Linked DNA regions of Mus musculus: regions 1, 2, 4, 5, 6 and 7 are each linked to region 3. Evidence: chromatin contacts called from public HiChIP or PLAC-seq and promoter capture Hi-C data. All regions are on one chromosome and are shown on one strand. The core of a region is the stretch at or near the end of the contact, and the rest is flanking DNA. Distances in the headings are between cores, read along the strand shown. Region 1 holds the start of Dnajc14 (DnaJ heat shock protein family (Hsp40) member C14). Region 2 holds the start of Sarnp (SAP domain containing ribonucleoprotein). Region 3 holds the start of Mars1 (methionine-tRNA synthetase 1). Region 4 holds the start of Pa2g4 (proliferation-associated 2G4). Region 5 holds the start of Esyt1 (extended synaptotagmin-like protein 1). Region 6 holds the start of Rab5b (RAB5B, member RAS oncogene family). Region 7 holds the start of Erbb3 (erb-b2 receptor tyrosine kinase 3).

Region 1 (3,144 bases), core at 601-3,100, 1.5 Mb after region 3:
ACTCCTGAAAGTCGGAGCCCAAAACCTGTAAGCTAAATGCAACCCCCAAGGAAGAAAGGGAACAGACATTTAAAAGTTTCAAATAAGGACTTAAAGAGTCACCCAGTCAGCCTCTGTCCGGATTTTGAAGTCTTGGCTTCATGCCGAGATGGAGTGGTTGGGGAAAGCCGAATACAGCCAGTCCAAATCCCATCGCCCTACATGGAGTAAGCAGGCGCCTTGCCCACAGATAATCTCCTCACATCTTGGTATCCACTTGCTACTAGCCTCAGACTCACACGGGAATTGTTCCACCCACCCTCTCATCCAGGCACGCCTGGGCTGCCAATGGGATTTGATGCTGATCCTGAAGGATCACTGACGATGAGAGGTTGGCATTGCGGGAGTAGGGTGGTGCGGATGCACTTTCCTTCTGCCGTCTTTAGGGTACTGAGGCTGAAGGACTGGAGACCTCCCGGGGCTCTTCTCAATCGCTTAAGAGTTTGGGACGCAAAACAAGGAGAGACCAGGAAGGGTGTTAACTACTCACCACCCTGCAGGGCTGAGGAGAGCAAAGGGGTGGAATTGCTTTCCTAGACCTCCAGCTTCATTCCAGCCCAGAGGTCCTAGGCACACGGGTGGCTGTTGGCCGCAGGCACCCCCTTGGGCTACTGTGCTCTGTTGCTCCCTAAACTCAGGCAAGTCGGAGCCCAAACCCAGGGAGCTAAATGCAATTAGCTTGGGGGCGGGGGTGTGTGTGGGGGAAGGAGACAGGGAGTGTGTATGGGGTGGGGGGGGGGGAGGATGACATCACGGGGCGGGCCCCCTCAATCTTTACCTCTGTCTGTGGGGGAACCCAGGCTACCCACTTCTCTAATCTAGGAGGAGGGACGCCCCCTAACCATAGCAATGAAGAGTTTTGTGACGCCCATCAAGACTAAGACGGAAGGTCTCTGAATGCTAAGGAGATTAATTACCAACTTAACGTTTTCAAAGCCCAAATAGGGTCCCAAAGCACCCGCTGGTCCAACTTGGTTTCTTCCACTTCCCAGAGAATTGGAGTATTGTCTTCTGGGGAACCGGGTGGTCGGGAGCCGGAGAAGGGTTTTTAACTAGTGCTGGGTGGGGGTGTTCATGGGTGGAAAAAAAAACTTGTGGAGCAAGACGGGCCTGGCAGGGACACTGGCAGAACTGTAAGGCTTTAAAGGAGTGCAGACGAGAGGTTCCATCAGGGTCTGCGTAGGGGTTGGGGAGCGTGCTGGCTTCGACCCAAAGCTTACTATGTAAATGAGATGCAAAGCAGCACGCAGATGAGTGCGGGGTTCTGTTACGCTGGACTAGGTTCTGAGCTCCGTGGAACCAGGTACCCCTAGCCGCATTCCCTGGCCCGGCCCTTACGCCGCGTTCACAGGGGGCGGATCGGCGGCGTGGAAGCTCGCCAGTTGGGTCCAGGAGAAGTGTCGCGTCTCTTTAGGGGGCTAGCTAGTCCGGGACACACACTTCTCCGCAACCTCTTGGCTGGACAGCCGACAGGGAAGGGTCTGGGCGAGCAGGGTCGCTGGCTCCTCTGCGTGCCCTGGGTGTCTGTCTGCACGCCAAAGACGGTGTGTGCTTCGGCAGCCGCCCTTCATCTCCGTTTCAGCAGCGACGACGAGGAGTACAGTTCGCAGGCTTCAGCTCGCTTACGGCGGGACCTGCGTGGAGGCGGAGGGCCCTTTAAGGGGTGGGGCCGGATGCTCTAGCACCGCCTCCTCGATTGACTCCGCGCCCGCCGCGCAAGTGAGAGCCTCGGCTAAGCGCTTTTCTCTTCCCTTCGCGACCTTTTCCCCCCCCCCGGTGACCCCGGAAGTGGAAGTAAGCGGCCGTGGCGGGGACGGAAGGCGGAAGCGGAGCGTGAGCGGGAGGCGGAGCCGGGGGAGCTGCTCCTGTAGCTCCCCCTGGCAGCTCCCCCTGGCCTCAGGCGCAGCTGCTTGAGGAGGGAGGAGTTACCGCTGCTGCTCGGTACGTCGCCTTCGCCCCTGGTACCCCGTCGGTGGGTTCTCGGGTAATCTTTTGCAGGGGCACCTCGAAGCTCCGCCCTCAGCTTTTCCTCTAGCCCTGCACGGTCCCCACCCTTTTCTGACAGATTGCGGCCTCCCTCTTTCAGGCAGTCTTTTTTTTTTTTCCTAAGAGTTACCCCCCCACCCCCCCGCCGCCCCGACCACACCCTTTGCGGCACCCCCCCTCCCCCCCATTTCTCAGATTGAAGATTGTTAGCTTCTTGGAGGAAGAAGAAAAAAAAATTAAGATTTCGGGAGTAAGGGGGTTTCTGAGGTCCGGGTTGGTGCAAGCAGGTTTGTGGTCTGCCTAACTCACGTTTATTGTTAGGGATAGCGAATTTGAGCTAACACTGCCTGGGGAGTGGGTACATTGAATATGTCATTTTGAGATTGTTTAACTCTTGGTTCTATCCTTGACCATTCCCAACTTGATATCTTTGTTACAGGCAATGATGGCAGTGACCTAAAATCCTCAGGAAGCCCGGGGTCATGGCCCAGAAGCACCCGGGAGAAAGAAGGTTGTGTGGAGCCCACCGCAGTGGTGGTACCTCCCTCAGTACATCAGGATCCTCTGTGGACCCCGAAATACTTTCATTCTCAGGACTCAGGGACTCAGCAGAGACTGCTCCTAATGGTACACGATGCCTCAAAGAGCACTCCGGCCCTAAGTACACACAGCCTCCAAATCCAGCCCACTGGTCAGATCCAAGCCATGGTCCTCCAAGGGGTCCAGGACCACCTAGAGGAGGAGGCTACCCTGATGAGAGCGAGACAGGTTCAGAAGAGTCAGGAGTGGACCAGGAACTCTCAAGAGAGAATGAGACTGGGTACCAGGAGGATGGGAGTCCTTCTTTTCTTTCCATTCCATCTGCTTGTAACTGCCAGGGAAGCCCTGGAGTCCCCGAAGGAACTTACTCCGAGGAAGGAGATGGCTCTTCTAGCAGCCTTTGCCACCATTGCACCTCTCCAGCCTTGGGGGAAGATGAAGAGTTGGAAGAAGAATATGATGATGAGGAACCTCTTAAATTTCCCAGTGATTTTTCACGTGTGTCCAGTGGAAAGAAACCCTTGTCCCGGAGGCAGAAGCACCGTTTTCTGATCAAGGAGGATGTTCGGGATAGTGGAC
Region 2 (2,896 bases), core at 311-2,810, 1.5 Mb after region 3:
GTTTTGTTTTGGTTGGGATAGACCTGGGTTGGGTACAGGGTTTGGTTTAGTGCTCACCAAGTTATGGATGACGTTGGTCAGGGTCCAGACAACAGGAATGCTGAAGAAAGGGATGCTGAGGAGAACCACATGCAGCAGTCCTACCAAGATGATGTAGGCCAGCCAGATGCCCCGACTGTTCATCACTCGAGTGTTGGGGTTTACTTCGCTGTGTGCCACCCCCACATTCATCCTACCACAGTGAGGGATCAGGCAGGAGTCCAACTCAGTCTCCTCATTAGCCCTGATTGAGCTTGTTCCCCAGCTGTCTCCTGAAAAGCCAAAATCCCCTGAAGTCTTGGGAATGAAAGAATTTCCCTACCATGCAAAAAAAGGAAAAACTGAACACTTTGTTAAAACTTGAGAAGAGGTGAAGCAGCTGGGTGTGGTGGCTCATGCTTGTAATCCCTGAATTTAGGAGGTTGAGGCATGAGAACTGTTTGACCTTTCTCCAAAACAAACAAAAAGGCAAGAGGGTCTTCGAAATGACTAAGGTGGAAAAGGTATTTGTCACCATGCCTAAAGACCTGAGTTGGATCCCCAGGACCCATGCAGTGGAAGGTGATAACCAACTCCGGAAAGCTGTCTTTTGACTTCCGTACCTTCAGTTGTTAGTGTGTATACTCACACAAGTGGGGTTTTTACTCAGATCTTTACATTTCAACTAAATATAAAGCAGTAAGTTTAGACTGTGAGACCTATTTGAAGGATCGGAGGAATCGGGAGTATTTTAATTTACTTTCTTGAGGAAGTTAGTGAATTATAAAGAGGTCACACATACCCAGAGTTCCACAAGAAAGCTATTCAGTTAATCAAGGGACCAATAAAGAAGGCACTGAGAGTAAAGCTACCTCTAGTTCCCATCCTTTTTTCCTGGGGCTTGTCCATCCTGTCTCTCACCCGCTTGGCATTGTCAGCAGCCAAGCAATTTCATCCCTTCACTGAACGTGGGGCGCTGCAAAAACTTACCCAATTTTTAAATTAGTCTAGGAAGGGGTCTGAGCTCAGTCCCTCAAGAAATGGGAGTCCTTCCCTTCTAGGAGCGGTTTTAGTTTTTAAACTTCTGCAAGCTCTAATGCCTACTTTTGTTTTTTGTTTTGTTTGTTTTAACCCGCTCTTGCCTGTCCCACAATTCCCCAAATCAATTACAGAGTCCGCCCATGCTCCTCCCAGAGTCCCAGTTTCGCATGTCACTTTCTTCACGGGATCTCTCGAATCTAAGGTTGTCGTTTCGCCGCCCTTCCCAATACTCCCACCGATTTCTCTCTGTAACTTTTTAAAGTTTCACGGGGCCCATACCTGCCAGCTTCAGGAGCCCGTCCGGCTTGGGGCACAGCGCTGGCTCTTACACCTGTGGTCTCCAGGAAGTGGCCGACTTTCGCCCTGTCTGCGCTCTCCCTATTGGCGGAACAGAATCCGCGCTGTCCCCAATCATTGGTTGGTTACGCAATGGAGACGTACAATTGGTCGCCTTTTCTCTCGTTAGGCCATGCAAACCCCGCCCTCCCCTGGATCCACCTTTTTAGAGAGCCGTGGAAAGTGGCCAAGAGGCGTGAGAGCGCCGCCGCCGCTGACTAATGGGAAGAGCCGTTGGTGTGAGGTGGGAGCAAGAGAAACAGCGATTGGTTGGATGAGCCTAAGCGCCTGAGGTGGGGGCCAGCGGTGGGGGTCCGGTGGACTGAGGCGCATCAAGATGGCGGCCGAGACGGTGGAGCTCCACAAGCTGAAGGTACCGTTACGCGGGGAAGGCTGAGGTGGGGTTTCCTGGAGCCTAAATTCTACGCGGGGCCCTGCGCGGCCTTATTCCACGTGTTTTCCTGTCAGGCGCCCGCTTACACTTCTTTCCTGGCTCCCGTTGTTGTTTTGTGCCTCCTTTCTTAGGCCTACCTTGAACTTCGTTTCTCCTCAGTAATTTATCGCTATCGTTACCTGGTGTTTACCTGCTGTTACCTGTTCTTCTCATTGTTTTTATTACCTGCCACCCTTCCCTGCTCGGCTGTGAAGCGCCTTCTATCTTTTATACCCCTTTCTCATTTAATCTTCATTACGTCAGTGGTCCTTCCCCCGTGTCCCATGCTGACCCAAAGTTATGGTTTGTTTGTCCGTCCCCCCCGCCCCCCAACGGATTGATGTAGTCACTCCTCTTGTCCCAAAGCTGGAATTCCTCAGTTAACATATAGTGGCATTTTTGCATGTTTTGCTGAATATGTCCCAAACATAACCCAGAAAGTGCTTCCGTTCTCTTTTAACAAGGTGGGGTTAAGACCCCGCACTCGAATTTTTAAAATCAAGGAGAGGAGAGGCCTTAAGATAGGTTTCTCGGTGGAAACCTGGGGTAGAGGCTTCTCCAAAAGGTTGTAAGATGGCAAACACATCAATCCTAAAAGTTTTTCGAGTTTTCTCAGGAGGTTCTCAATGACCTGCCCTCCCTCCCCTGACTATCCTACCTCTAGAGAGAGAACGTGTAGGGTAGATAGCTGTAATATGAGAGGTGTATGAAGTATGTTTGAAAACCTTAGGATTTTGTTTGTCCTTTTAACCTTTGGGAAGGATCCCAGCTCTCTTGATGTCACCCCCAACTCCCTTTTTGGGTCTATTTTTGTTATTTCCGTGTGTCTGTGTGAGTATATGATGGATGCATGCTCTTGGAGGTTAGAAGAGGGTGTTGGATCCCCTGGAGCTGGAGTTACAGGCAGTTTTGAGCAGCCTGATGTGGGTGCTGAGAGTAGAATAATTTGGGTCCTGAAGAGCAGTAAATGCTCTTCACAACTGAGACATCTTTTCAGGATGCCTTGGTGTCACTTCTTGATAACATTCTTGAACCACAGGATCTATTGAGTTGTACATTTTGGTAACC
Region 3 (2,844 bases), core at 6-2,505:
CACTCTGAGACAGAGGAAAATGGGTGAAAATCAGGGGTAAGAAAATAAATGAGGAGGCTGGAGAGATGGCTCGGCTGTTAAAGAGCACTGACTGCCCTTCCGAAGGTCCTGAGTTCAATTTCCAGCAACCACATGGTGGCTCACAACCACCCGTAATGAGATCTGACACCCTCCTCCAGTAAATCTGAAGATAGCTGCAGTGTACTTAGATATAAGGCGGGGCGCAGCCTGAGCAAGCGGGGTTGACCAGAGCAAGCGGGGTTGACAGGAGCCAGCAGAAGTCCTGAATTCAAATTCCCAGCAACCACATGATGGCTCACAACCATCAGTACAGCTACGGTGTACTCATATATACATTAAATAAATAAGTAAATCTTAAAAGAAATGATTTGACGTCACATTGTGTGCTGGAGGCCTGGGTTTTCAATCTACAGTTTCGAAGGTAAGAACACTAACCGGGGAGGGGTGGTGGTGGAATATGCTAGAGGGGCCAGCTAGTGTTCAGTTGAGACTGCCAACTGCAAACAAGAGGTAGAGTCTACAGAGAGGTATAGAATAGTGCTGCAGTCAAGCTGTCAGGGAGGATCTGACCAGACAACTCTTAGAAAGTCACCCAAAAAAGTTGTCTGGGAATACGCAATAAACTTCAAGGACTGAGTGTGCACATGTCTGTACTGAGGTCCTGGAAGGAGAAAGGGGCTTCCCCAAAACGACACGGGAGGTTGGAGGTGATCGCGAGAGTGACCGGGCTGAGAGGGAGTTGCCATGATAGGTGGGTCCTGGAAAACTAACCAGAGGGGAGACTTAAAACGAGGTTTGAAGAGTACAGTGAGGGTAACTAAGGGAACTAACTTCAGAAGGGTTACGGAAACAAAGGTTGGCGTGACTAAAGTTAACGTTGAGTCGATTGGGGAACGGGCACTGGAGCCTGGCAAACAACTGTGAGATGAACACCCCTCACCCGCCGCCCACCGGCAGCCACTCCAGTACCTTCGGGGCCTACGGTGCTGATGAGCAGCTCCGCCCGACCCCGGGCCCTCGCGGCCGCAGCCAGCACGGGCAGGCTCCCCGGGGAACCCTCGCTCACGAACAGTCTCATCGTGCCTCGGAGCCCACGCTGATGCAATCGGAACCGGCCTCCCGCTCCTGGGTTAAGCTGCAAGGCACGTCGGGAAATGGAGTTCTGTGTCGGCCGGACGCTCGCGGTAGGCTCCAGGAAAGCCGACTACTCATCCCATCACGCACCATTACGAAACAGGAAATGGTTACCAACGAGACCCGGAAGTTGACGGTGCGGGCTAGCGTGGCACTCTGGGTCGGCCGGCTCCGAGAGGGTCCTTTGAACTGTTGAAGTCGGCCGCTGTAAAGCGATCCGATGGAGACGACGCGATGGGTGGCATTTTCTGATTCCTTACTGGTCGTTGAAGTGGTATCGCACGCGCCGATTCAAGTTGTTAAGGATCGGAGTTTTTAATTGGTTTGTGTGCGGGTAGTCCGAGAGCGTGGCGATGCATTTAGCTACAAGATTAAAAATCAGTTGGGGAACTGTGAGCAAACTTTAGTGTCAACGTGGAAATTAATGTGGCTGTCCATCAGCCACAAAGGATGTGGCTCGCGAACCTTTATTACTTAGGAATTGGGAATGTAGTTTAGTTAGTAAGCGTTTGCTTAGCATGTGCAAACCGCTGGGTTCACCCCCGGTACACAACACTGTGTGGTGGTGTGTCCACTCCTGTAATCCCAGCGTTGAAGAGGTGGTGATAAAATTATCATAAATTCGACGTTATCCTCTATTGCAAGCCAGCCTAAGCTACTAGGGATCTGTCAGTAAATCAGTGAGGAAGCCTGGAAAGATGGCTCAGCGGAGAACACAGGCCAGGCTGTCCTTTTCCTGGACTCTCCTTTGACCCATTTGCATGGTTGACAGTTGTCTGTAACTTGAGTCCTAGGGGAATCATGCGCCCTCTTCTGGTCTTCATGATTACTGCATGCATGTGGTGCAGAGACCTCCCTGCACTCGAAACCCCTTACAAATAAAAGAAAAAGGAGTTGGGTGTGGTGGGACACTCCCTTAATTCCAGGACTCAGAAGGCGAAGGCAGTTGGATCTCTTTGAGTTCAAAGCTATCCTGGTCTTTATAAACCTAGTCTCAAAAAAAAAAAGTGTGTGGTTTTTGTTTTGTTTTATTTTGTTCTTAATTAAAAATAAGGGGTTTAGAGATAACTCTGGTTCGGGAGCACTTGATGCTCATCCAAGCACACACATGACAGGCAGATCACAACCTTCTGTAACACTAGTGCCTCTTCTGGCCTCCATAGACCTGCCCAAAAATAGTACACTCAACTTGCAGGCAAGACCTTGATACACATTAAAAAAAAACAAAAATAAACCAAGCAAGCCCTGACATAAAAGTGAAAATGCACTAGTCTTCCATTTACATATAGCTAGACAATCACAGCAAAGGGAGATGAGAGTTATGCTACAAAAGGTCAAATTGAGGGGGAAGTGAGAGATTTCGCAACAAAGCCAAATAAACACATGCAAAGGGATATCTTATCTTTAAAAAAAAAAAGTATGAGGCTCTTCTCATACAGTGCCAGCCTCGTCCTGTAGACAGGATGGTGAAGGTCGGTGTGAATGGATTTGGCCGTAATGGGTGCCTGGTTACCAGGGCTGCCTTCTGCTCTGCAGTTGGCAAAGTGGAGATTGCCATCAACAACCCATTTATGGACCTCAACTACATGGTCTACATATTCCAGTATGACTCTACTCATAGCAAGTTCAATGGCATGGTCAAGGCTGAGAAAGGGAAGCTTGTCATCAACGGGAAGCCCATCACTATCT
Region 4 (3,079 bases), core at 152-2,651, 1.3 Mb after region 3:
CCAAAGACACCCTAAATACCTTCTTCCAAGTATTTTGTCAAGTCCATTCTAAAGGCCTAAGGCAGTTTTTTTTTTTTCCTCAAGACAGGGTTTCTCTGAAACTCAGAAATCCGCCTGCCTCTGCTCCCCAAGTGCTGGGATTAAAGGCGTGAGCCACCACTGCCAAGTCTAAGACAGTTTTTATCAAGTGAATTTTAATTTTTAAAATGTTAAAGAGCCGGGCATGGTTACACACACCTTTAATCCCAGCACTCTGGAACGCTGAGGTGGGCGGATCTCTCAGGCCAGCCTGGTCTAAGGGAGTACCAGGACAGCCAAAGCTACACAGAAAGCCCCAAAAATAAGGGGGTAAGGGAGGGAAAGAACTGGAAAGAGAAAACAGTAAAGTTATCTGTCCAAGTGGCAGACAACTGTTAGGAGAGTAAAGATCATTTAAGAAATGCTTATAATCCTAAAATCCGTGTCTCTCTCCACTTCTTTTCAGTATTATAGACAGGCTTGCCCAGCTGTCTAAGCAGAACCTCAAAACACTGTAGAGGCTCTAGGAACAAATATTAAAGGCCGCCTTCAAAAACCGGAGCAGTGGTCATACAGGAAAGCCAGGTTGTTTTAGAAGCTCCAGAAGTGTCTTCCAACGGCCCCTCGAGCTAGGTCAAGGGGCGAAGGGGGTCCCCACTAAGAAGACCTGAAGTAAAGACTTTAGCAAAGCACGTGGTGGGGAAGCACGGTAGGAGAGGAAGTGGGGAGCCATCGATCCGCACACAGGGACCTGGCAACACGTGCCGGCTCAGCTCCCGCGGGTCAAGAGCCGCGACTGGCAGAGGGGCGCTTCCGTCGCCAACAGCTGGCCGCTTCCTTTTCGAGGTGGCCTCACTGCTGCCAGTCGGGAGCATAGATCCGGACAGACCGAAGGGTATGGGCAGAAGACGACGCGCCTTGCCTCCTTACCAACCGCCCAGGGTCGGAGCATGCCTGGGCCCCTCTCTGTACTCCTCGCGGTCGCCGGCCCGCACCTCCACTCTCCAGCCCAGGCATGGCTGCTCAGTCCCCAGGGCGACACCAGATCTCCCCACCACGTCGCCCCCGGCAGTCGGCACGCGCCCCTCGGTGGCTCACTCGGCAAGACCCAGACGCCACAGCCCTCCGGAGAGAGCCCCAAACCTCTCCCTCTCAGCCTCGACTCCAAGACCCCCGAGGCCGCACTCACGGTTGGCGATGTCGCCCCCCATCTTATACTTGGTCACGACCAGGTCCTCGGCGATAGTTTGCTCCTGCTGCTCGTCTTCGCCCGACATCTTCCTACTGCTACTACTGCAGCTTCACTTTCCCTGAGCTGCGGCCTCCGTCTCCCTTCCCAGCCACAGGCTGTAGCTAGAGTCTCTTCGATCCGCGAGGAAAGCGCGAGCAAGCAAGGGAGCGGGAGGGCGGGCAGAGAGAGCGAGAAGCTGCGAGCGCGCGGGCTGAGGCGCAGGGCACACTGGGACAATGAGTCCTGCTGTCGGCCAGTTCCCAGCCGCCCTCGCGGGCTCTAGAACTACAATTCCCAGCCTGCTCCTCGCGCCCGTCCGCCAGGCCCTGGGAGGACTTGCCTTCCCAAGTCTGCGCACGCCGGAATCGCCGGGCACGCTGGGAAGAGTCTGGCCCCGGCGGGAAGGCGGAGCCGTTGGGGAGCTTGAGGGAAAGCGTGGTCTCTCCGGGAAAAACCTCTCATTCACGCCGACCCTGAGCTCGTAACAGCGAGGGGCGGGCCAAGCGGGGAGGGGTGGAGCTACAGGGAGAAAAGGGTTGAGAGGCCGCTGGGCAGGGTGGAACAGGGTGGAGCCTGGAGCCATAGGACTAGGGTCAGTGGGTGTGTGTGTACGTTTTGGGCGGTTGTCCCGTGCGCGTAGCCTTGGATTCCCCTGTCGGCCGGCGCGACCGGCCTGGCTGGTCAAATCCTCCAGTGCTGGGATAACCTCTGGGAGGGGCTGAGCGGAGGTGGAAGTCCTAGGGTGCTGGAAGCGAGCACTAACTGGACAGTCTGGGTGATTATACATGTACCATGGCCTGCTAATAGAAAAAGGCCAGACTTCCTACTAGACTAGAATAAAATAGCACTATTGTTCCAGCCGTGGTTTTTGATGGGGGCCATCTAAGGGAAACGTTTATGAGGGATTTGGTCACTCTTAAGAGTTCTGAATCGCCGGGATGAGGTGGCGCACGCAAAGGCAGGCAGATTTCTGAGTTGGAGGCCAGCCTGGTCTACAGAGTGAGTTCCAGGACAGCCAGGGCTATATGGAGAAACCCTGTCTCGAACAAAAAAAAAAAAGTTCTGCATCATTTCAAGTTTTCAGTACCCAACCTGTGTAGGAAAAAATAAAAACAACCCAAGGCTTGCTTGAGCTTTTTCATTTTCTCCCAACAATCAGGGGGTTAGGGTTTTGTTCCTAATTGTTTACACTTTTGTTCCTTTGTAGGGATCCCCAGTAAAAAACCCTTTAGTAGAAAGGACTAGAAATGCAAAGCCGGGCACTGGTGGTGCACGCCTTTAATCCCAGCATTTGAGAGGCAGAAGTAGTCGGATTTCTGAGTTCGAGGCCAGCCCGGTCTACAGAGTGAGTTCCAGGACAGCCAGGGCTACACAGAGAAACCCTGTCTCGAAAAAACAAACAAAAGAAAAAGACTAGAATGCAAACAGGGTCTGGAGAAATAACCTGGTTGGTATAACCTGGTATCCTTGCAGAGGGAAGGGAGTTCCCAGAACATTACAGTCACCTGTAACTCTTAGCACTGTGTAGTTGGCCTCTGTGGGCATTGCACTCACGTGCACATAACACCATTCCCAAACTCCCACTCTCTCACATACCCATAATTAAAATCTTAGAACAAATCAAGATTGGTTACATTACTTGTGACAGAATGTCAGAAGCAGAGAAAGCCACCCATTGTTAAGAAGCAAAGAAAAGGGATGGTCATGTGTACTTTCCACTTGACAGGAATCCACAAAAACAAACAAAAAAACTCTGACATTTTTATTTAGACACGTATAAAAACAAAACAAAAAAACTTTAATGGTACAAGAAGACATTCCCCCCAGTTC
Region 5 (2,850 bases), core at 291-2,790, 1.2 Mb after region 3:
AAGAAGGTGAAGAAGAAACCAAACCCTGATAACCTAGAGACTGGCAGGAAGTCTTAGGCCTGGTGCGCTGGTGCGCTAGTGCCTGCGCAAGCCTCCGCACTCTCTCCCTCATTCCTTTCCTCCCTAGCTCCTTTCTCTTTCTTCCTGAGTGGGAAAGGACACCTGTGCTGTACACGGAGGTAGGGAGGTGTTGGGTTAATTCCAAGGATAAAGAGTAGCAATAACAGTTGCTACTTAGGGCACATGAAACCGTTTCTTCTTCTTTTCTCTCCAGGGAATGGCAAGTGTGACTGGTGTCTGCCTCTCTCTACCTGTCACCTCTAAGTGAGAAGAGTAGGGAGGGTACCCCAAAGGGGTTGGTAACCCGCTCAGCTTAGCAAGGTCAGAGGGAGGCATCTTTTCAGCCCAGGAGACAGGGTATAGTAATGAGGGCCTGGGTCGGCTGAGCAAACGAGCGAGCGAAGGCTGCTCACAGTCCGGAAAAGGGTGGGGCCGCCCTGGGTACGAGTAAAAAGGAGCAGCGGGAACTACAGCTGCCGCACTACCCTCTTCCCAGAACCTCCTCCTCCCTTAGCCCAGCAGCCCGGCTGGCTTGAGGCTGGAAGGCGACCGCGATAGGTCATTTCCAGGTGCTGGGACTCAGCGGAACAATGCTTGCAGGGCTGGGTCTCAGCGGGTACCTAGAGACAAGGCAGGAAACGGAAAACCCTAATGCCCTGAAGTAGATAAAAAGCCTTGAAAGCGCTAGCAAAGGCGGGGGAACCTCTGAGCCATCGCGGGGTGGGGGGTGGAGGGATCCCCAGAGGCAGCGCGGCAAAGGCGCGAGTGGCACCAGAAGTCAGGAGGAGCGAGCATTCTACACGCTTGGCTGGGAGCGGCAGCTCAGATGTACTGCTGTAGTCCGAGGAGACGGAGGAAGAAGTCCCGATTCCGTGGAAGGATCCGCTCTGCGGCAAGGGTGGGCGGGGAGAGTGGGTGGCCGCGTCCAGGAGTGGTGCGTCCCAGCACACAAGCGCTAACGGGACGATGCAAAGTCTGGGGGCCCGCTGTCCTAGGTGGGGGAGCTGACTTTGTAGGGTGGGAGAGCCCCAAGTTGAGGGGCTAGGAAGAGCTATACTGCACCAAGGGCTGAAGTGGTAACTCACCCAGGCAGGTAGTTCCCGGTGGCTCATATAAAGCGTCTCTGCGGTGATCCGCTCCTCGTCATCCAGCAGCTGCCTCGCTGCCCTCAGGCTCCGTTCTTTCCCATCGCGGACCCGGCGCCAGCCCAAGTACAGGGCGAGGCCGAAAAGCACGAAACCTACGCTAAGACCCGCTGCCCCTGCCAGGTACACCGGCACCAGCACCAACAAGCGGCGCCCGAAGGAAGTCAGCACCGCCAGGGCCTCGCTCGCCGCACCTGGGCCGGCAGGTGGGACCCCGGAGCCCCCGTCCCGCGTGGAGTCCGTGGCAGGGGGCTGCCCTGACGGCTCGGGGCTGGCGCCCTCTTCAGGGGAGTGCTCCATGGGGCAGCTTCTGGGAGTGCCCGCCCGAGCAGCTGCAGGCAGCTCAGTGTCTGGTCCAGCTCCCCCCCAGTAATATATGGTGCTCCCCCCGGGACCTCAAGCCCCGCCCCGCCCCTGCCTGTTGGGGCAGCGCCGCGTAGACTTGGGAAGCTAGAGAGGACTTGGGATGGCAGGGCCTCCGTGATTGGACCAGAGGGTCAAGATGGGAGGGTTGGATGGCGGGAAAAGGGGGGGAAAGAAACCAAAAGACAGTATTTGACTGGTCACGGAGAGAACGGGGCGTAGCGTCCCACTTAAGAGGCGGGAGCAGCTGCTCCTCCCACGTGGGATTGGAGCGCCTGTGGAGTTACGTCATGCAGAGCCGCTACTCTAATTACTGAGTTCAGAGTGAGCTAGAGTTGAGGGTGTATCTCTCCACACGTTCAAATGGTTTGGCAGGGTTTGGTCTGAATCTTAAATATTCTTTGTCAACTTTCCCAGCGTTTGATACTCAGAGAACGTTCGTTTTTGCCTCTAAGAATATTCTTTGAGTTTTTACTGGCTGCCCTTGCGAAACGTTAGGGAAATTAGACCGATTTAGAACGAAAGTCTAGGATGACCGACCCTGTCTAGCGGCCCTGTCTGTGCTGTCCTCAGTCCCCCTATCTTGTCCGTGAAAAGGAACAAGTCAGCGACAGCTGGGGCGTGATGAACATTAGAGTTCTAATACTCCAGTCTTGAAGAAGTGGGGTGAGGGGAGGAGATCGGTAGATAAGTGAGATTTTGTTTCTTTTTAGAATCCAGAGTTAGTCATCTCTATCATAGAGGGCCGATTAAGATTATAGTCAGGGAGGGGCGGTGTTCAACGGCAGCAGTAATTATTACATTTTGCAATAGTTTCCTGATGCTGACCAAAATCAGGTCGGGGAGGAAAAGGTCTGTTTGACTTACACTTCCATATCATAGTCCATCATTGAAGGGAGTCCAGGCAGGAACTGAAACCGGGCTGGAACCTGGAGGCAAGAGCTGATGCAGAGGCCATGGGGGGCGGGGGACGGGGTGCTGCTCACTGGCTTGCTAAACCGGCTTTCTTTCTTTCTTTCTTTCTTTCTTTCTTTCTTTAAGATTTATTTATTATATGTAAGTACACTGTAGCTGTCTTCAGACACCCCAGAAGAGGGAGTCAGATCTTGTTACGGATGGTTGTGAGCCACCATGTGGTTGCTGGGATTTGAACTCCGGACCTTCGGAAGAGCAGTCGGGTGCTCTTACCCACTGAGCCATCTCACCAGCCCCCGGCTTTCTTATAGAACCTAGGACCAGCAGCCCAGGGATGGCCCCCGCCAACCATGGGCTGGGCCCTTCC
Region 6 (3,148 bases), core at 118-2,617, 1.4 Mb after region 3:
GACCTAAATAACTAATCTCACACACACACACACACACACACACGTTCCTGAATAAGTGGGCAAAGAAGAAAGGATGGTGCCAACCTTCTGGTAGCTAACCTCTCAATTCTTCCCCAAATCCCTTCAGGGATATCACCTCACAGTTCCTGGCGTGAATAGTCTGTCCCATTAACTATCTAGGAAATGCTCAAGTGCAAGTCTCACAGAAGTTTCAATAAACATGGTCCTTTTTTTTTTTTTTTTTTTTTTTTAATGGCTGGGGATTGCTTTGCCCCTTTCCATGCAAATGACAGAGTTCCTCAAATCTAGGTTAAATAAGCGTAGTCACCACAGATCACATTATGAAGTGGGAAAGACTGAGCAAAGCACTCCCAAATTTTCTTAGTTCTCTCACAGTAGATGAAATAGGAAAAACAACGAATACAATAGCAAACCTAAAGGAAACAGGAGTGCAGTCATGACTAGCTATGAGGTCAGGGTAAACTAAAGTGGTGTGTGTGTGTGGGGGGGGGGGGCTGGACGTAGAGCTGCCAGGCGCCATGGAATAATACATAATTTTACCTTTGTCTTCATTCCCTATTCCTGAAGTACCCCAAAACTTCAAATCACCACACCCAAGCACTAAAGGAACAGAAGAGTAAGGAACTTCCAAGATACTGAGCCTCCCCTCACCATCATTCCAGAAGTTCCCATTACTAATAGCAAACCGTTTCTACTTCCTTCCACTTTGGTCTTCTACATTCTTCATTGACTTCAGTGAGACCAAATCCCTCTCGGCAACACCAGTACCCCTAGTTCCCCTTTCAACAGTCACTTTCCCTGAAAAGAATGCCTCTCTCGGCTAAGAGCCCCAACAGTGGATGTCTCGGGAGACCCAGCCTCGGCTACCCTCGGGGCTGGGCGTAGCACTGTCCCCTCCACACCTCCAGCCAAATGGGCTGGCTTCCCCTCCCTCACTGCCTGGTCTCCGACCCCAGCTCCTCCCTCCTCACCGCGGTGCTCAGAGTCCCGAGGCCGGCCCTGGTCCTCACCGGCTCCGGGTCCCCGCGCCCGGCCCCCGAGCGGCCACCACAGCCAGAACCCAGCCGCCTCCCAACTAGAGGCTCGGCTCCCAGCCCTGCCGATCACCTCCTCAGCGCCCACTAGGCCTGTGGGACAGCCCCTTCGGCCCTCTCCAGGAGGTTCTGGAGCCCTGACGTCGGCCCGCCCCGCCTCTGCCACAGGCCAGGCGGCGCTCCTCTCGGGACCTCCGCCTCTGCCCTTGTGGGCTCCATCAGCTCGGTACCTGGGGCTCCGTATCCCCCGTCGGGCCCAAGCCTGTGTGGAACAGACAAACAGCTGCAGCTCAACCAAACTCCTACCCCCTTCGCCTCCTCCTCCTCCTCCTCCTCGCCGGGGCGGCTCCAGCCAATCGCAAGATCACCCGCCTACCGTGGTGGGTGGGCTATGTGAGCGTCCGCCCGCCAATCTTCTGGAGAAAGGCGGGCTCTGAGGGACTATCACCAACTAGCACAAGTGAGAGACTGGATTGGCGAGGCCGCAAGCCAATACCTACACGAGAAGCCTTGAAGATTGACGGGATAAGTAGCCATTAAAGAGAGAGCTCCTGGGAAAGGGGGCAGTGCATCACTGACAGGCATGTGCGTCAGCCAATAGAACCTCAACACCCGTGACACCCCTCCCCCGCCTCTCGACTCGTAAACATCTAATCAGGTGAGTGAAGAAGGCGGGTCAAAAGGAAATTTTAACCAGTATTGGGAAATTTCCGAATTTGACAGGCAGGCAAGGCTAGTGAAGAAGTGAAGAAGGCTTTTGGTCGGGTGTGGTGTGGCACTCCCAATCTCAGCACAGTGGATTGGGGTGGAGGCAGTTCTGAGTTTGAGGCTAACCCGGGATACTCAGTTTAACAAGACCTCAGTATAAGGGGGATGGGGAGGGGAGTAAACTGGGCTTGGTGGCCCACATGTTTAATCCTAGCAATCGGGAGGATCTCCATGAGTTCCAAGCTACACAACGATGTCCCCCCCCCAAAAAAACAAAAACAAAAAACAATGATACCAGCATTAACCTTCTCTTCTCCCCGTGCCCTGCTTTCTGTGTCAAATTAAGAAAGTAAAGACCCTGCTGGGCATGGTGGTGCACGCCTTTAATCCCAGCACTGGGAAGGCAGAGGCAAGGCGGATTTCTGAGTCTGGCCAGTCTGGTCTACAAAGTGAGTTCCAAGACAGCCAGGGCTACACAGAGAAACCCTGTCTCGAAAAACCAAAAAAAAAAAAAAAAAAAAAAAAAAAAAAAAAAAGTAAAGACCCAAAACCAGGAAATTAAACAACTTTTATCTTGTAAATTCTTTTTAGTGGCGCACTAGAGAACAGTAGTTTTGGGGTGAATTGCCATGACAACAGAAAGTGGTAGTCTGAAGACACTTTAGCCTCCTAAATATTTTCACATTGATATTTTCTGAATTGTTTGTAAATGTGAAAAAACATTTAGACAACTTTGCTGAGGATTTTTTTTTTTTTTCGGTACTGAGGATTGAACCTAGGGCCTAGAGGCAAGCTAGAGAAGCATACACTTCCGGTAGAAGACCCAAGGCCTGTTCCCAGTACCACTGCTCACAGCTGCCTGTAACTCTAGGAGAGATGATATGCCCTCTTCTGGCCTCTGCGGGCACTTGTGGCTCACATGCACACACAATTTCAAAACCAGACCAAACAAACAAAACTCTACACAAAATGGTGAACACTTCCTGGGAAATGGAGGGTTGAGACAAAGGCCCCTGAAGCCCACTCAAGTTGCTGCTAAAAGAAGGAATTGAAACAGTGTTCTGTATTGGTGTGCCTGTGTGAGTAGGGGAAAGTTGGAAGGAAGCTCTTCAGTTTCTCCATCCTTACAAACACCCCACTAAAGAGCATGGCAGGAGGGCCTGCATGTACAGAGATTAGGTGGACACATACTGCTTATTCACATTCAGAATATCACCCACACCATTTTTTCAGTAAAAAAATAAATGAAGGATAAATATGAAAGAGATTCACTCTACAGCTGAGAATATTTTCTTTTAATGAATTTACAAACTAAATTACAAATAATATTAACAGAACACTGGAGGACAGGGAGTGGGAGAAGAAAATCATAAAAGAAATATTTT
Region 7 (3,136 bases), core at 553-3,052, 1.3 Mb after region 3:
TGCAAGGCCCTACAGGTCTGTCTCGGTTACCTGCCACCCTTAGGGTAAAGTCCACATTTCACAAACAGGGGCAAAGGGCCTGGGTAGGACGGGAGTATAAACAACTACCCAGGAGGAACCAGGCAACTTGGGGCGCACAGGAAGCAGCGAGAACTGCGGGTGGGTGTGGGGTGGACCACACTCACAGAGGAGCAAAGGCTCAAAGTCAGAACCTTTCTCTGTGGAGAGCATTGACTGCGCAGACCAAGAACCTCCAGCCCTCAGAAGCCCCAGCCACACACACAAGGGGACAAAGGGGCTATACAAGGCTTGAGACAGGGCCGGATGCCCAGAGGCTCAGGATGGAGATAAAGGATAGAGAACTAAACATGCCTGCTCCCTGCCTCTTGAGGAGGGTGGTGGGAATCTTGGACTCTTGGGTTCCTGGTTGGTGGGGGCACAGTCAGATGGGACAGTGATCCAGTCACTCCCCTGGCCCCTCCCACTTCAGTCTCCAGACCACCCCCTCCACCAGCTGGGAGTGTTCACATCTCAAGATCCCAGGGGCTAAATTTAGGCCCAGCAACTGTGGGGGAAGCACAGGTGGTTTCTCCCACTCCCACTCTGGGGAAGGGGCAATGAATGTGCCAACCCCAAACTGAGATCTGGGGATCTGGGAAAGGGGAAAGATCAACAGGACTCTAATGATACCAATTCTAGTGCTCTTCAAGTGTCCATAGTCCCAGAGACACGGAACAGGCTCAGATGGCATTGAATGGGGGAAGGGCAGAAGTTGGGTCTAGGAGCCAGTTCACAGAGTAGAATGTTCAGAAGGTGGGAGAGGTGGCCTTAGATTGGAGAGAGAAAGAGGTCTGATTGTCCTTTCTTCCAGAGCTCCAGCTTAGGGTATATAACCTGGAAATAGTATAGTATGTAATAGATGCCCAACATGTTCACTGAATTAACCTGGGTCTTGATAAAGAGAAGTTGGTTAAGTTGGGGACCGGTTTATCTTATGGGAAAGCAGGCAGTCAGCCTCTGTGAGACCTCTCACTGATGTCACCTGGACTTGGCCCTCAGGTTAATCTCAGCCTTCTCAGGACAGCCCCACTCACGGAAGAGGAGGTGCCATTCTTGTTTTTCCAACATTAGAAAACAACAACTTCAAACCCTTGCATAGCCCCGCCCTGTCGGCAAAACAACGAAACTGGGGGTTGTTGAAACCTGGAATGGGGTGGGGGCCAGGGAACCTGAGAGCAAACGGAGACCCTTTCAAGCCAAGGCTCCTTACGTTTACAGAAGGGTCCCTGCCCACCCTCCTCCCAAGACTCTCAAGTGTGAACTACTGTTCGGCACCAACCAGATCAGAATAAAACCAATTAGAGGGTCGGCGACGCCCTGGGAATAAGGGTAGGCATACAGGAATGCAGTCCCTGACCAGCCCACTCCAAGAACTGAGGCACACGGTCCCCTCCTTGGTGGTCCGAGCAGACCCTGTACCGCACCCCCCAGTTCAAAGCGTCAGAACCCAAACTCCTTGCCCAGGGTCTGCGAGCGCTCAGATTGCGCCCCCAGCTTCCAGCCTGCTGGGGCTCCCGCGCGGCTTACCTGCCTGAGAGTTGCCCATCTCGGAACCCCGGGCCAGGCTGAGAAGGAAACCCAGCACCTGCAGAGTCCCAATCGCACTCATGATTACAGTGGAGGGTGAAGGGAGCCCAGCCGAGTCTGGCCCGGGGCCCCCAAGATTAGGAGGACATCCAGGCGACAGCCACCTGAACAGCCAGCGATTAGGTGGCCGCGGCGGCAGCGGAGGTTGCAAACTGCAACCGGAGCCGTAGTCGGAGTCCGGAGCGGGACGGCAGGGGAGGGTGTCTGTCTGGGAGGGAGGGAGGAAGGGAGGGAGGGAGGGAGTGAAGGGGGAAAGGGGTGAGTCACGGCCGCGCCCCCTCCCGTGCGAGGCTGGAGTCCTGATGGTTGTAGCCCGAGACACCCGCCCAAGCGTGCCCCGCCAGCCCACAGCTTGGCCAAGAGGGTCAAGGAGGGGTCTCACTCCAGCAATTTCCCCCGGAGATGGTTAAGAGGAGATCAAGATTCCAAACGTCCCCAGGCGGGGGAAAGGTAGTGAATGCGCGTAGGGAGAGCGCTCCGAAGCCCAGCCCCCAGAAAGCTGGCCTCGCCCATTAACCAAATCACTCAACTCCCCTAGCCGGTTGGATCACTTGAGGGATTTTTTTTTTCTTTCGGAGTGTGAGTATTTCTATTTTTTCGAGTGGGAGGTTGTTTTTCAGCCTAGCGTTCATGCCACCTCAGTTTCCCCGGGACGCAAAGCCCCGTAACTCATGTACCCAGCTCGGGAACCCGAGCCCCGGAGGCTGCGTGAAATCGCACTGTCTCCGGCCGCTTCCTCCTGCAGACCCGGCGCCGGCTCGGCCTCTCGGGGGGATTTGCCTGGGGGGCGGGGGCGGTTTCCAGCCTGGGAACAGACCCCGGAGTCCGCCTTCCCACTTCTGCCCGGGGAGGGGCTCCCGCACCTGTCGCCGTCCCCTCTGCTGCCCCCCACGGCCTCCCGAGAGAACAGCTGTCTCTGAGGGACCGACCGCGCCGTCCGGACGGCCGCGGTTCCCGCCTCTCCTCCGCGGACCCCAAAGGGCACAGCAACGCTCACCCCGGAGGCGACAGCGAAGAGGGGCGCGGGGAAGTCACCGCACATGACCCCCGGGACCCTGGGTTGCTTCGTCCCGGACGGGTCCGACTGGCGCCCCCTGGTGCCCAACTCCTTACATTTCGCATCCCTTACATTGGCATTCCAAGATTTTGCCCTGAGAATTTATGGTCCCCTCCCCCTAGGCTAAGGCTATCAGCTACACTCCTTTCTTCTCTTTTGTTTATTTTTTGGTTTTGAGACAAGGTCTCATATAGTTCATATAGCTCAGGCTGGCCTCGAATATATTATATGGCTGAGACTGTTGGCTTCCACCTCCCAAGTACAGATGTGCGCCACCATATCCGGCTCTCCTGCTACAATTTTTAAAAAAATTTGTTATCATTCCTGTGTGTATGATCGTTCGCGCTATGATATGCGTATGGAAGCTGGAAGACAACTTTGGGGGAGTCGATTATCGCTTTCCACTTTTACCGGGGTTGTGAGATGGAACTC

What was found. Promoter capture Hi-C pulls out the DNA fragments that hold promoters and counts their contacts. HiChIP or PLAC-seq counts read pairs in DNA pulled down with a chosen protein or histone mark. Capture Hi-C pulls out chosen DNA fragments and counts their contacts.
Region 1: a promoter capture Hi-C map of liver shows a contact between it and region 3, with 3 times the contacts expected there. The contact joins the promoter of Dnajc14 here to the promoter of Mars1 in region 3. A contact is called at or near these places in 1 of 39 promoter capture datasets (pre-B cells), 1 of 484 Hi-C or Micro-C datasets (B cells) and 2 of 9 other capture datasets (adipose tissue and liver).
Region 2: a contact with region 3 is called in a promoter capture Hi-C map of erythroid cells, with 6 times the contacts expected there. The contact joins the promoter of Sarnp here to the promoter of Mars1 in region 3. A contact is called at or near these places in 5 of 39 promoter capture datasets (erythroid cells, liver, neutrophils and 1 more) and 2 of 9 other capture datasets (adipose tissue and liver).
Region 4: an H3K27ac HiChIP or PLAC-seq map of embryonic stem cells shows a contact between it and region 3, with 6 times the contacts expected there. The contact joins the promoter of Pa2g4 here to the promoter of Mars1 in region 3. A contact is called at or near these places in 6 of 39 promoter capture datasets (embryonic stem cells, fetal liver, hippocampal neurons and 3 more), 3 of 484 Hi-C or Micro-C datasets (B cells, rod photoreceptor and uterus), 3 of 115 datasets of contacts at active chromatin or transcription factors (embryonic stem cells and pancreatic cancer cells) and 5 of 9 other capture datasets (adipose tissue, embryonic stem cells, liver and 2 more).
Region 5: a promoter capture Hi-C map of liver shows a contact between it and region 3, with 3 times the contacts expected there. The contact joins the promoter of Esyt1 here to the promoter of Mars1 in region 3. A contact is called at or near these places in 5 of 39 promoter capture datasets (cranial neural crest, hippocampal neurons, liver and 1 more), 1 of 484 Hi-C or Micro-C datasets (B cells), 5 of 115 datasets of contacts at active chromatin or transcription factors (astrocytes, embryonic stem cells, fetal liver and 2 more) and 3 of 9 other capture datasets (adipose tissue, liver and macrophages).
Region 6: a contact with region 3 is called in a FOXA1 HiChIP or PLAC-seq map of pancreatic cancer cells. The contact joins the promoter of Rab5b here to the promoter of Mars1 in region 3. A contact is called at or near these places in 5 of 39 promoter capture datasets (the C10 cell line, embryonic stem cells, liver and 2 more), 2 of 115 datasets of contacts at active chromatin or transcription factors (large pre-B cells and pancreatic cancer cells) and 1 of 9 other capture datasets (liver).
Region 7: a contact with region 3 is called in a promoter capture Hi-C map of embryonic stem cells, with 2.0 times the contacts expected there. The contact joins the promoter of Erbb3 here to the promoter of Mars1 in region 3. A contact is called at or near these places in 5 of 39 promoter capture datasets (cranial neural crest, embryonic stem cells, liver and 1 more) and 1 of 9 other capture datasets (liver).

Annotation. Positions count from the first base shown.
Region 1 is chr10:128,803,704-128,806,847 of GRCm38.p6, forward strand. It overlaps Dnajc14 (DnaJ heat shock protein family (Hsp40) member C14), which reads left to right and starts at 1,851. Exons shown (of 7, transcript NM_001359825.1): 1 at 1,851-1,980; 2 at 2,465-3,144. The coding sequence starts at 2,508. It overlaps Tmem198b (transmembrane protein 198b), which reads right to left and starts at 744. Exons shown (of 5, transcript NM_178066.3): 1 at 530-744.
Region 2 is chr10:128,820,204-128,823,099 of GRCm38.p6, forward strand. It overlaps Sarnp (SAP domain containing ribonucleoprotein), which reads left to right and starts at 1,561. Exons shown (of 11, transcript NM_025364.3): 1 at 1,561-1,768. The coding sequence starts at 1,733. Ormdl2 (ORM1-like 2 (S. cerevisiae)) reads right to left here and starts at 1,426. Exons shown (of 4, transcript NM_024180.6): 1 at 1,339-1,426; 2 at 58-311. The coding sequence starts at 231.
Region 3 is chr10:127,310,531-127,313,374 of GRCm38.p6, forward strand. Mars1 (methionine-tRNA synthetase 1) reads right to left here and starts at 1,256. Exons shown (of 21, transcript NM_001003913.2): 1 at 991-1,256; 2 at 1-4. The coding sequence starts at 1,099. It also overlaps the pseudogene Gm6283.
Region 4 is chr10:128,564,533-128,567,611 of GRCm38.p6, forward strand. It overlaps Pa2g4 (proliferation-associated 2G4), which reads right to left and starts at 1,402. Exons shown (of 12, transcript NM_011119.3): 1 at 1,208-1,402. The coding sequence starts at 1,295. It overlaps Erbb3 (erb-b2 receptor tyrosine kinase 3), which reads right to left. Exons shown (of 28, transcript NM_010153.2): 28 at 2,991-3,079.
Region 5 is chr10:128,524,319-128,527,168 of GRCm38.p6, forward strand. It overlaps Esyt1 (extended synaptotagmin-like protein 1), which reads right to left and starts at 1,541. Exons shown (of 31, transcript NM_011843.2): 1 at 1,146-1,541. The coding sequence starts at 1,505.
Region 6 is chr10:128,694,901-128,698,048 of GRCm38.p6, forward strand. It overlaps Rab5b (RAB5B, member RAS oncogene family), which reads right to left and starts at 1,368. Exons shown (of 6, transcript NM_177411.4): 1 at 1,286-1,368. It overlaps Cdk2 (cyclin-dependent kinase 2), which reads right to left. Exons shown (of 8, transcript NM_183417.3): 8 at 3,039-3,148. It also overlaps a transcript of Pmel not described here.
Region 7 is chr10:128,587,833-128,590,968 of GRCm38.p6, forward strand. It overlaps Erbb3 (erb-b2 receptor tyrosine kinase 3), which reads right to left and starts at 1,803. Exons shown (of 28, transcript NM_010153.2): 1 at 1,588-1,803. The coding sequence starts at 1,669.